Linked DNA regions of Anser cygnoides: region 1 is linked to region 2. A link is a contact called in public Hi-C data. All regions are on one chromosome and are shown on one strand. The core of a region is the stretch at or near the end of the contact, and the rest is flanking DNA. Distances in the headings are between cores, read along the strand shown.

Region 1 (5,664 bases), core at 2,617-5,116, 140 kb after region 2:
CACGCTACAGCACAACGGCGGCGCATCTGTTGTGCATGGCAGCTGCTGCACAGCACTGAGCGTTCTACATCCTCTTGCTATTTACAGACAACTGTTTTGAATGTCATGTTTTGTGTAGACACCTGTAAAATGTATTGCATGAGGTCTTAGTGGAGTCACTTTGTGTTTCAGATACTCGTTTTAAAGTAATATATTTAGACAAGTGTATTAAAACATCCCGGAGTTCTTAAAGCATTGACTAAGCACTGAGGACTACCATATGAAGAAACACTAAGACTGTCTCATCACACAGGGGTTTACTGTTCCTGTGAATTAAGAGCAACATGAGAGTCTATAACATTGAAATGTGTTTCAGTCCCTGTTGGAGCATGTACATGTAAAATGATCGAGTTAATTACATTAATCATTGAGAGATGTTGAAAATTGCAGGCTTTCTTTTGTTTTGAGTCATGATATTTCTTCAAAGGAAATGGAAGACAGAGAACTGTTACAGCAACTAGTGTAGATGCAAGAACAGAGATTGTCTCTACAGCCGGGAAAGCAGACAAGAACTATTTGGAAAGTAGTTTCAGCTGACCCCTTTGATAAGACTGAGTTGCGTGACATATCTGATGTGGAAGCAGAAATTGTACAGCAATAGGAAGTTGTTATCTCCATATCTCAAATGCTAACACAGTTCCCCCAGTCAACTGTGAGATAGATCTACTCTTGTTATGACAGCTGTTGGAAACTGATGTCAGTATATCTGTACAATGTCTTTTGATAGTCTTAACTATTACAAATCTTAAAATATGTTTATGATGTTATCTAAGACACGCTGTTTGGAAATGGCTCTATTTATAATCAGAAATTGCTCAAGCTATTTTAATAAATAAATGATATACTTGTGAGTTTCCTAGTCTGATTTGCTTTGAACTTTTTCTTTCTGAAAACTTAAGCCCGAGGATTAATTAGTGTTTATACAGCACTTTGTAAACCCAAAGTCATAAGCGCCAAGAATTATTATTACTTAATCGTTAAAAGTCAGATCAATGAAAAATTAAACTGTCAGAGAACTGCTTTTTGAAAAAACAAAAATGCTGAAAATCCTCTGCCTCCCCCCGTATGTCCAACTGTGCTTTTATTTGCCTCACATACAGACAAAGATATTTTTCAGTTTAAACCGGTTAACGCCCATCTGTGTTTAAATAAATGGGAAGATTACCTAAAATCCTAGGGACTTTTTACATAATGAAGAAATCTTTATTTCCTAACTGCAGTTTTAAGACCTGAGTATTGCAAATATTTATATATTTAAGTCCTCCTTGACAGTGTAACCTATCTGATTAGCAGTGTTACTTCTGTGAGCATCTTTACTCATTTCTGTGATTGTAGGGTCAGATCCTTACAGTGACATTTTAAATGTACTTGGCTCAGCTATTTTGACTTCTGAAGAGAACTAAAAGAATCCTCACACTATTTTTTTCTTTGCTTCTCTTTCTACTTTACAGCAGATACAGGTATGGTTTAAAAACAATTTTCCTCAGAAAATAAATGTACATGTCAGAAAACCAGCAACAATCAAGGGAAGATTGGCTCATCAGTGAAGTATAGATTTAGTTAATACAGTTAGCAAATAAATCCATCTTTTCAGAGCTACAGAAACATCCTTCAATACATCATTGTTATTTAAAGAAAAATTCTAAATTTTGCTTTGGCTATGCCTTCGACAATATTCTTCCTTGACAGCTATACACACATTATTCATGCAGAGCTAATTACTTTCCTTATAATATAATTGACTTGTTAAGTCAGAATATGAATTAATTGGTGGTAAAGAAAAGTAAATGATACCAAGTCAGGCCTAGTTAATCTGTGTCTGGCATGTTATCTCTTGATATTCAGTAAATTTTAAATTTATATATACAAACATACTTTTAATTAGAATGAAACAAAGTTTGCAGACTGACTAATGAAAGCTGACTATATTCATCTGGAAGTGCTGATGATCTTATTCAGATGCAAGCAGACTGCTAAAATTTGGTTTTCCATGTTACTATATTGTATCATGAAATATGAACATCTTGAGGGTCCTGGATTGGTAGATGTCCTAAGGAACAGAGTCCTGGCAATGCTTAGCAGCTATCAGTTTTGCTGTCTTTTAGCTGCAATTTATTAATAAGTAGATGTGCTTAAAATGTGCATATACCTAAATTTAGATTTAAGCATAGTTATTTAAAGTCAGTATTTCAGAAGAACTCATTGTCCATCATTAAGGCTCGATTTTCAAAGAGCTCAGTGTCTGGAATATTGAACTTCTTTGCAGGTCTCGCCCCAGTTATGTGTTCTAAGTTCTTCTGAAAATCTAAATTATCTTAAAAAACCTACAGAAGAGGATTGAGTCTTATTTTAAGAGCCTGGCTTCAGCTACAGGCACAGAACACTCACAGATTTGGCCCAAATTCATAAAAAAGTCTGACCCTTTAAAAGTGCTGAAGTATAATGAATAATCCTAACTCTTCTAATGATTCTTTAGAGTGAATTTCTGGAGTAGATGTCTTTGATTTTCTTAAACATTACATATTCAAATATATGAATTTGAGGAACAGAATATAAAATATTGTGAAGAGAAATTGCTTCACTGAAATAGTAGCAAAGCTTCCATGGAATTCAGCAAAACCAGGTGTTTGTTCTAGATAAGCTAGAGATTTCTTTAATATCCTTATTAAAATTCCTTACAGGAAACTTCTATCATCAAGTTAAAATGTTAATGTTATTATCAAGATTTCTTTTCATATTTGATAGTTGAACTAACATCTAGTTAAAATAAAAAAAAAAAATCTCTTCTGTATATAAGGATGTGATATTTATAAATGTAGTTCTAATAACTTGTGCAAGAGGACGCCTTTTCATCTCAAGTATGCAACTAGTGGGATTAAAAGTGTTGCTTGAAGAAGGCAGGCTTTAATAAACACACTGAAAGCAAATAAATATACAAAATGTAGGAAATATGGCTGGTCTTTTCTCAGAAAATAAACATTCCTCTAAGTTCTGTAATGCTTCTATTTGAATATCACTTTACAGAACTACAGACAGTTGGAAGGAGCAGTGCACACCGAAATATTATACATCCCCCCCAAATATTGAAACAAATTCGATTTAGTTTCAGTTTTTAATTGTCTATATATTCTAGGTACTCTATTTTCATATAATTCTGCGTGAGTTGCAAATAAAAATGCTGCATAAATTATATATAGTCTTTCTAACTATATACACACAATGACATGCAGTAGCACTGTTTGTGAACTCTTATTTCTTAAAGCAAAGCAAAACTGCAAAAAAAAAAAACCACGAAATCCAGTACCTGTTATATGATGAAGTTTTCCAATGCCCAGACTTTCTGCAACTTAATTTCACACTGCCAGAGCTTCTGTGTTAAATGCTTTCACCTCCTTAAAAAAAAAAAAAAAAAAAGAAAAAAAAAGAAAGAAAGAAAGAAAGAAAAAAAAGTATGTCAGCACAAGCCCAGACGAAACTCCAAATCCGGGAAAATAAAATTAACCATGCAGATCAAAGGCAGACGAGCACTGAGACCAAATGCCTGTAATCTGATCAGTGATCAGTTGCCATACATCAAAGGCAGTGCTTTGGAGAGGAAAAAGAGCTCTTTTTTTCTCCAGCAGGTAGTTGTACTCTTAAATTCTGCCTTTCAGTAGTCTCGTTCTTTTGTTAAAAATCGATCACTGGCTTTTTTTTTCCCCCCTTTTCTTTCTTGTGCTGGGAGAATGCACACGATTCTGACATGCTTAGAGTTGAGTGGCTGGATCTGTAGCTTTTTGAGTTCCCAAGCTGTGTTGTGGATTGTGTGTTGGAAGCTTTCCCCAGTGCCAGCGGGTTCCGCTTTATCCCTTTCATCTCACTGAGCTGCAGATCCCATGACATCATTCAATGCTGTGGGACTGGTTAGAGAGCTATAATACAGCCTGTGGGGGAATACAGCTAAAGAGCAACAAGAGTTTGCATGATTTCTAATCAGGTTAGTCCATTGTAACAAACCCAAGGCTCACTTCAAAGTTTTCATTATATTAAAGTTTCCTCCCAAGAAGGGAGAATAGTGTAGCTATAAGGTTTTCTTAAAAAGATGCTTTATAATTTTGCCTGCTACAGGAAGTTACAATTTTCCATAAAGTTCTGGAAGTCAGACATGCAGGTCAGTTTGCTAGGCAGCTGTTAGAGATGACAGAAAACTACTTTTGCTTGTCTCTTTATTGAGGTTTGGAGAGGAGGAAGTGGTGCATTTTGTGCACTGCAACTGTTTTTTTTTTTTTTTTTTTTTTTTTTTTCTTTTCATTGGCAAAAGCAAGCACAATAGAGCTTACTCTTACTCCCTGGTTTGTGTCCTCCCTGCTGCTTAATGTGTGGCCTTTGCAAATCATTTTATTTGGGCCTGATTCATCTGTGGCTCATGATTCCTTTACGTAAATGAGCCATAAAGCTGCTGTAAGTAACTCTCAGAAGCTCTTTAGTGTGAGGGCATTTTTTTTTTAGCTGGGATAGATTCGAAGTGGTCACCATTACGCTGTCAGCAGAAAGAGGCTTTGGGGGGAATAAAAGGCTACTGGCAGACATTCACTGTGCTGCTGCAGTTCGTGGTCTCAAGAACTGTTGGAGGAGCCCGTGCAGCCGCAGAAAGCAGGAGAATTTTCAAGCAAGCAAGAATTTTCAAGCAAGAGCTGAAGAAATGTACAACTGAATTTCATTTTCTCTGATTGGAGGCAAAGCTAGCATTTGGCACAGAGATTAATTCAACCCTCTGTGCTTCAGCTGTTAATAAAGCATACAAATATCAAGCAGGACGGCTTTTAGGATAATCAGCCATCCTGAAGATATCACTGCAGTTCCCATAAATCTATACCCCACACTTTGGGTATACCACATGTGGAGATGAAAGTGATATGAGGCCGTCGACTGGTAGCCATTGGTAGATCCCTGCAAATATTTGCACACTGAGTAACCGAGAATTCATTTAAAAGGCAAAAGTGAAAAGAGGAAACATGGTTGCCTTGAGCGATAAAAGCAAAAGCAAACCATCAGCAGATAATGGGCGCTGGATAGCCGAGTGCGGAAGCGATGAAGTAAGTGTCTGGTGGAGATTCCTCACCCTGCGCCCTGTTTGCAGGCTGAAGAAAGAGGCCTGCCCCACTCTGCACAGTCTGGGGCTGCATCCTGCTGCCCTCAGCCCTCCCTCCACTTTCAGGCTGCTGTGGTGCTGCTGCTTTGCTGCTGCTCTGCTGCTGTGCTGCTGCACTTGGTAGATGAGGGAGCCTTCTGCTGGCTGCGTGATGTACTGTGGGCAGATGCACTGCAAGCCCCAGTGAGAGCAATCACTTCCAAAAAGCTCTGAGATCCTTCTGTGCGGTGCTATATGATGTGGCCTTGTTGCTAGTTGGACATGGTTTAAGTGTTGTTTTGGATCAGCTATCCAGGTAGGCCTCTGGGGGATGCGCAGGTAATTGAGATGGAGGTGAGATGTTGCAGGTACAAAGGAGTGCCATGCAGGTAATGAATCGACTTTCAGGAATACACGGCTGGGAAAATATGTAAACAAACCATAAATTTCTGTCTTTCTCTAATTCCCACTTCCAACTATTTCAAATAAAAGAGAATTATTCAAGCTGCTTACTT
Region 2 (5,856 bases), core at 152-2,651:
AGGAGGAGGAAGAATCTTGCCTTCACTGCAGATTTGTACGTTTTTGTTTTTTGAATAAACTGAGTCTGGAAGTATCTGATAAAGGAAGAAGTTTGCTCTGGATCAGAAAGCTGCGATAGTAGAGACGTGGCATTATGGAAGGATTTACACCAGTTGCCGTGGCTGATTCACAACTTTCTTGTACTTTGATACCAAGGCAATAGTTTTATGAGCAGCAGGTGTGATACTGGATTTGTCTTTAGCTACCACACGTTCAGAGAGGAGCTGATATATTTATGTGCAGCAACATTCATGTCCTTGCAACATGCATGGACCTTACTATGCAGGGGAGTGTGAGGGACGTTTGGCTTCTGAGTTAGTTCACTGGAGCTGATCCTAGAGCATGCAGCACTCCACAGCATACGCGCAGATCGCTTGTTGATGGTGTGGTCTGGGAAGTGGCAGTTTTTCTTTTAAACTGGACAGGTATCAAATGTAGTTCTGTGAGTGTGAGAACAAAATCGTGACCATACTGGAGGAGTCAAGGTGCACCTAGCTCTGAATCTCTTCGCAGGGAATAGTGATCTGTGGAAGATCACTGTGGCACTTGTTCAAGGTACTGTCTTGTCTTGTAGCTTACAGGTCTTTGCCTGGTGGTTTGGTGTCTTCAAAACAGAAAGTAAGAATTACATTCTGATGCGTAGTCCTCACCATTACTGTCGGATGTTGGTGAAATTTATTTTCTTGTTTCCTATTTATTTTCTATGTTCCTACAGTGTGTCTCCCTGTCTTTAGACTTAGTGTGCCCCGTACAGGTTAGGATGTTAAGTGTAGAAGTCTCAGAGTTTGTTTCTCCTCCTGGGAGGAGCACCTTCTCTTACTGTCTTACTGTCCTTCACAGATGTTCTAATGAAGCTAGTCATTTTGTAATTGAGTTGCCAATGATTACAAATAGATTATTCTGCCCATTTTGGCACTAGGAAGAAAAGCATTTCCTTTCCTTATGGAGCTCTGTAAAAGTTACTTTATTTCAAGAATAGTCTGGTAGATTTCCGAAGGGAGAACTGAGCTTAAACAAACCAGGACATCGGTAGTGTATATTTGCTGTTTTATTAATTAAGGCAGCAAGTCTGGCAGCTGTGTCTGTGTGAAGAATCTCCTAAACATATGTAGTTCCTCCCTGATTACAGTGCAGGATTGGGGCCCAGCCTTTTTCTCCCTCTGGGTTGGGCAGGAGTATTTTTTTCTGGAAGCTGTTACAAGCATCTACAAGTCAGGGAAGGAAAAGCACTTTTCCTCTCCATCGTGTGCAGCGGTGTTTTGCTAAAAACCAAGAGCTTGGTCTTTTACAGTCCTGTTACCTGAGTGCTGTGTGTTCAGGAAAAGTTTCTGATCTGACAGTGTCTTAACAATGGTTCACGTTCATTCTGCCCCTGTTGTAGATATTTAACTTACTGGCTAATAGATAATCAGCCCCTAACAGGAAAGCTCAGTTCTTCGTTGCAAATTATCAGTAGCTGTGCTTTATGAATGAAACTAGCCAGGAATTGGAGACTATTCATACAACAGCCAGAGGACAGGAATATGCTGTTGCACATCTGTGCCCTTTCCCTGTTTTATTTGCAACTTATGATCTATTTAAGTGTCTTCTTATACCTTACACCTTGTTTGTCTTGTATTTGTGCTTACCTCTCATGACACCCTTTCCTGAATTCCCCTCGGATGTTATGGTATTTTCAGGCCAACACTTCAGGAACTGCAAGATGAGAACCGTGTGTCACAAAGCTTCTTACTGGCAGGAGTTTGATTTGGCTATTTGTTGTTTCTCTCCCTTTCTAACCGAGCCAATTAACTTGTAATACAAAATGATGTCTCTGAGTAACATTGATTTCCTTTTTTTTTTCCCTGGGAAAATCATTTATCCTTTTTGATTTTTTTTTAATGGTATCATGTTTCATTTTATTTATTTAGAAAATAATTTATTTAAACGTACTTACTGTATCTTATTTTTTTTGCTTAATAACAAAATATGTTTTCAAACAAGATTTATCTGATATGAATTTCTTCCATTGTTGTTATTCTTTGTTTAGTAGATGAACAATTTTGTTCTTTGAGTGTTTTTTTGTTGTTGTTTGTTTCTGTTTTTAAGAAATTTACTTTTAGCTTGGTGCCTTTTACAGAATGGACATGGTCAGGTGTGTAATAGTACTGTGTGCAGCACATAGCTTACATTTTCGTCTCTGTTATGTTTTGGGGCTCCATAGTAGTTTGTGGGGTGGATTTTTGTATTGCTATGAATTTCATTTTATATTCTGACTTTCTTAGTAAATGTTTCTGTTTAAAAGGAAGCAAATGCATGCTTTTGGGTGTTTCTTTTATCATTGTGGCTCCAGCTAATGTAAGGAACCAATTTCCTAGATACCGTCGGGTATGTAAGATGGCTATCTTTACCAACCTAGGTATAAAGCCAAGGATTTACGGGATTTTAGTTTTTGATTAAGTAACTTTGCAACATTCTAGTGTGTCACATATGTGCCTCTAAGGGATGAAAGAAATATTAGATGGGACAGTGCCTATGTCTGTTGAAGTAGCTACACTGTTCCCTATTTTGGTCTGTACAAGCATATTTTCACACAAAATTGTTGTGGGGAAACACTGGACGACAATGTGATCATGATATGATCTATTACTTCTTTATTTTTTTATTTCTTCTCCAGATTTTGGTCAGCTACATCAGTTCTTCTCAAATTGCACTAAAATCCATGATATTTTTCTGATGTGTTTATTTTTTATCTGTATGTTGTATATTTTAAATGTATGTATATGTAGTTTATTCTAAGCATGTTTATTCTGCATTAGAAAAGGCTTAAGGAAACAAAGCCTTTGTTAGATTCCTCAGAAGTAGTTTTAAGAGCTGGATATTTACTTCTGAAGAATGTAGGGTATTCACATGCACTTGGACTATTGAATTTTGATAGTATTCGCTGTCATATCAGTTTGCTTCTATTTTCTTCTTACTCCTTCATTTTTTATGGAATATTCCTGCTGTTTTGTGGGGTGAACAGCAGGAGGAGCTCCAGACTTGACTCACAAAGCACGTTTTTCTTTCTATAAACTCATCCACAAAAATTTTGTTTCTGTCAGCTTTCACCAAGTCTTTTCCCTGGAAACTTGATCCCACTTCAAAGAGTAAGTCTCCCATTAATGGTAACAGGATAGTTTACTTCCAATTTTTTTTTTTTTGGAAAATTATGTTAAGTAGCATCTCTGGCTTTAAACCCACACTTAAAGCAGCACAATGTTTTTGTAGCTCTAGTTTAAGTGGCACAGAAAATAGATGTCAGTATAAGTGTACATTTGACAGAAACTGGAGACAAAAGTCTGAAAATCCATGGTAGTAGTATCTTAAAAGCAGATAGAGTAATTAGGAGAACCTCAAGAATTTTGGCAGGCTATGTGTAATAAAACAGTAAATGCTAGAACATGCTTCAGCCTCTAACAAGTAAGAAGATGTCTGTCTAAAATGTATATTATAAAATACTGCCCTTGAGTTTTAGCGCAGGCAAGTACCGGAGTATTAATTAAATCCCATTACTTCTCAGTAAGTGCTACTGCAGTTATAAGTAATTCTCAAGGCCGTGATCCTGCACAGATATAGTAGCCTTTCTGATTTCTTTAGGGTCATAAAAAAAAAGGGGTGGAAGAGAGCTTTCACGGTCAGCTGTGTGTCTTGAAGGTGGGGCTGGCTGTACTAAGCTGCTTCTGACAGAGGTGCAAAACTGTTCCTAAGAACCATCAGTGGTGAGCTTAGAATATTCAGTGTTGGCTCCTGTTTTCCTAACCTTTGTTGCTTCTGAGGCTGGGCTGACTTGGTTGGCTATAATTCACTTTTGAGATTTTTGCCAAACTGTCAAAGACTTGATTCAAGTAGCAACTGGGATGTGTTCGCAGGGTATTGTACTCCGTGCTGGTCCGTTGCTTTGGGACTGCAGAAATAAATTAAGACTGGCCTTGGGGATGAACAAATCAATACCAAAATAAACCAGTTTCCTGCCGGGTAGGAAGGAGAATCCACCACCGCAACTAGAGGCATTTTGGATCCTGGGGTGATGAGCTCAGCAGAAACTAGGAATAATTCTGTTCTTGTTGGGACTGTACATGCTTGAGGGGGAGCAGACAGCACTTTGGTTTTTCAGGAGCAGGGGTAGTACCAAGGTACCTGAACAAGGCTCTGGATTTTTCTAAAGGCATATACACTAAAAACTGCCACTGCATTATTGTTGGTTTTACAAAAGAATGTTCTCTGTAAGGAATACCGTGTGGAAAAATAGCTCATACCCTTTTGTGGAATCTGTAAGAAAACTGTCACTTCTGTTCAAATTGAACACTGAAATGGAAAAATATTGCAAAATTTAAAAAGAAACAGGAAATCTTTCAAACAAATTGCTTGTAGAGAACGGAAACATTCTTTAACTATCTAACTGTAAGCAAGATAAGTCTTCTATCAAATCAACTAGTATAATTGTAAAAAGTATATTTAACTTACCAATCACTAAGCTGGTTGACTAAAGGTTTTGGAGGAAAACATGAAAGTTACCGAAAGGGCCTTGCTGTATTTTTCATTGGAGAGTGGTCATCTAACGAATACATACTGTGATTGTGAGAAGGGCTCCAAAAATTGTAAGTTTTGCTTTGTGTTCAGACTTCTGTTGCTGTTTACTGTAGAAGATACTACTTGGTGGTGGTTTATATTAAATGTTTTGAAGGATCCTAGTAATGGAGTTTCGCAAGTAATTTGCTACCTTTGCTTTTCCTGTTATTGCTGAGTACTTAGCTTGCTATTTTCTTTTCTGAAGAAGTAGTTGAAGTAGTTAATGTAATACAGGCAAAGCATAATATTTTTAAAAACATTATAAGAAATTTTAAAATCAGTGATCATTCCTCCTGACTTTCAGATATGTTACTTGCATGCTGAGTAGTACAAAAGCAGAATTTAAGTTTCGAGAATTGTTTATTCGAAACATTGTAGAAGAACAAAGAAATTGCTGTTGATTTGAAAATAAAGTCAAATCTAAAAGTCACATACAGTGTCAATGGCAAACCAATATTCTGAATTACCCCCTGACCTCCTCCAAAATATTCTGTGAAGTACAATTAACAGAAGAGAAAAAGGATAAGGTAAGATACAGGTGCTAGTTTATGGCTGATGAGAGTACAAAGATTTTCTATTATTATTATTATTATGATTTTTAAAAAATACAGAGTCTTCTATAAATCATGGTTAAGAATCTCCCTTCAGGTAAAGAATTAAGTTTCATAGTCTGGCATGTAGTGAAAATTGGAAGGGGTTTTCCTTGTCTTGATCTTTCTAAGTTAACCCGAGGGGTTAATCTTACTTTTATCTTCTACTAACAAGTTTTTTTTTTCCAAGTTTCTTTGAAAGTTTTGAGAAAATCTGTTTTATTAAAGATAGTTAACTTAGTGCTCTGTGTTTTCATGGATGTCAACAGGATAATTTTCTCAAAAAAAAAAAAAAAAAAAGGAAATATCCAGGACTGCATTTAATAGCCACTGATAAGAATTCTTGCCAAGCAGCTAATTTGCAATTGTTGAGTCTGAATCCTTATGCTCTGTAGAAGAGTGATTCTTACTTAACTATCCCTAATGTCCAAGTTTGTCAAAAGCATTGTTAATAAAGCAGATGAAAGTTGCACTACACAAAACAGTCTTAGTTTCTTTTCAAATATACAGCTTAAATGAAAGTGATTTTAGAAGTCTGTATTTTATTTAGACTCAGTGAAGTCATACAAGCTTAGAAATAATTATTTATAATGACATACTACATCTTTGTTCTTCACAGGGACACAGCCTTTTTGT

Evidence for each region. Hi-C and Micro-C count contacts between places; a contact is called where the count stands out from the background.
Region 1: a contact with region 2 is called in a Hi-C map of fetal liver, with 1.9 times the contacts expected there. The contact joins the promoter of TNFRSF19 here to the enhancer-like site in region 2. A contact is called at or near these places in 3 of 7 Hi-C or Micro-C datasets (fetal liver, granulosa cells and liver).

What each region holds. Positions count from the first base shown.
Region 1 is chr1:191,946,375-191,952,038 of Taihu_goose_T2T_genome, forward strand. It overlaps TNFRSF19 (TNF receptor superfamily member 19), which reads right to left and starts at 3,867. Exons shown (of 10, transcript XM_013188218.3): 1 at 3,344-3,867.
Region 2 is chr1:191,806,285-191,812,140 of Taihu_goose_T2T_genome, forward strand. The region is part of intron 10 of MIPEP (mitochondrial intermediate peptidase); the gene reads left to right. Among named protein-coding and RNA genes, the nearest start is that of MIPEP, 20 kb to the left of the region's middle. Within about 2 kb of position 1,402, at least 1 of the 3 cell types and tissues checked has open chromatin away from gene starts, as enhancers often do. A contact at or near this core is called in fetal liver, where this site is marked.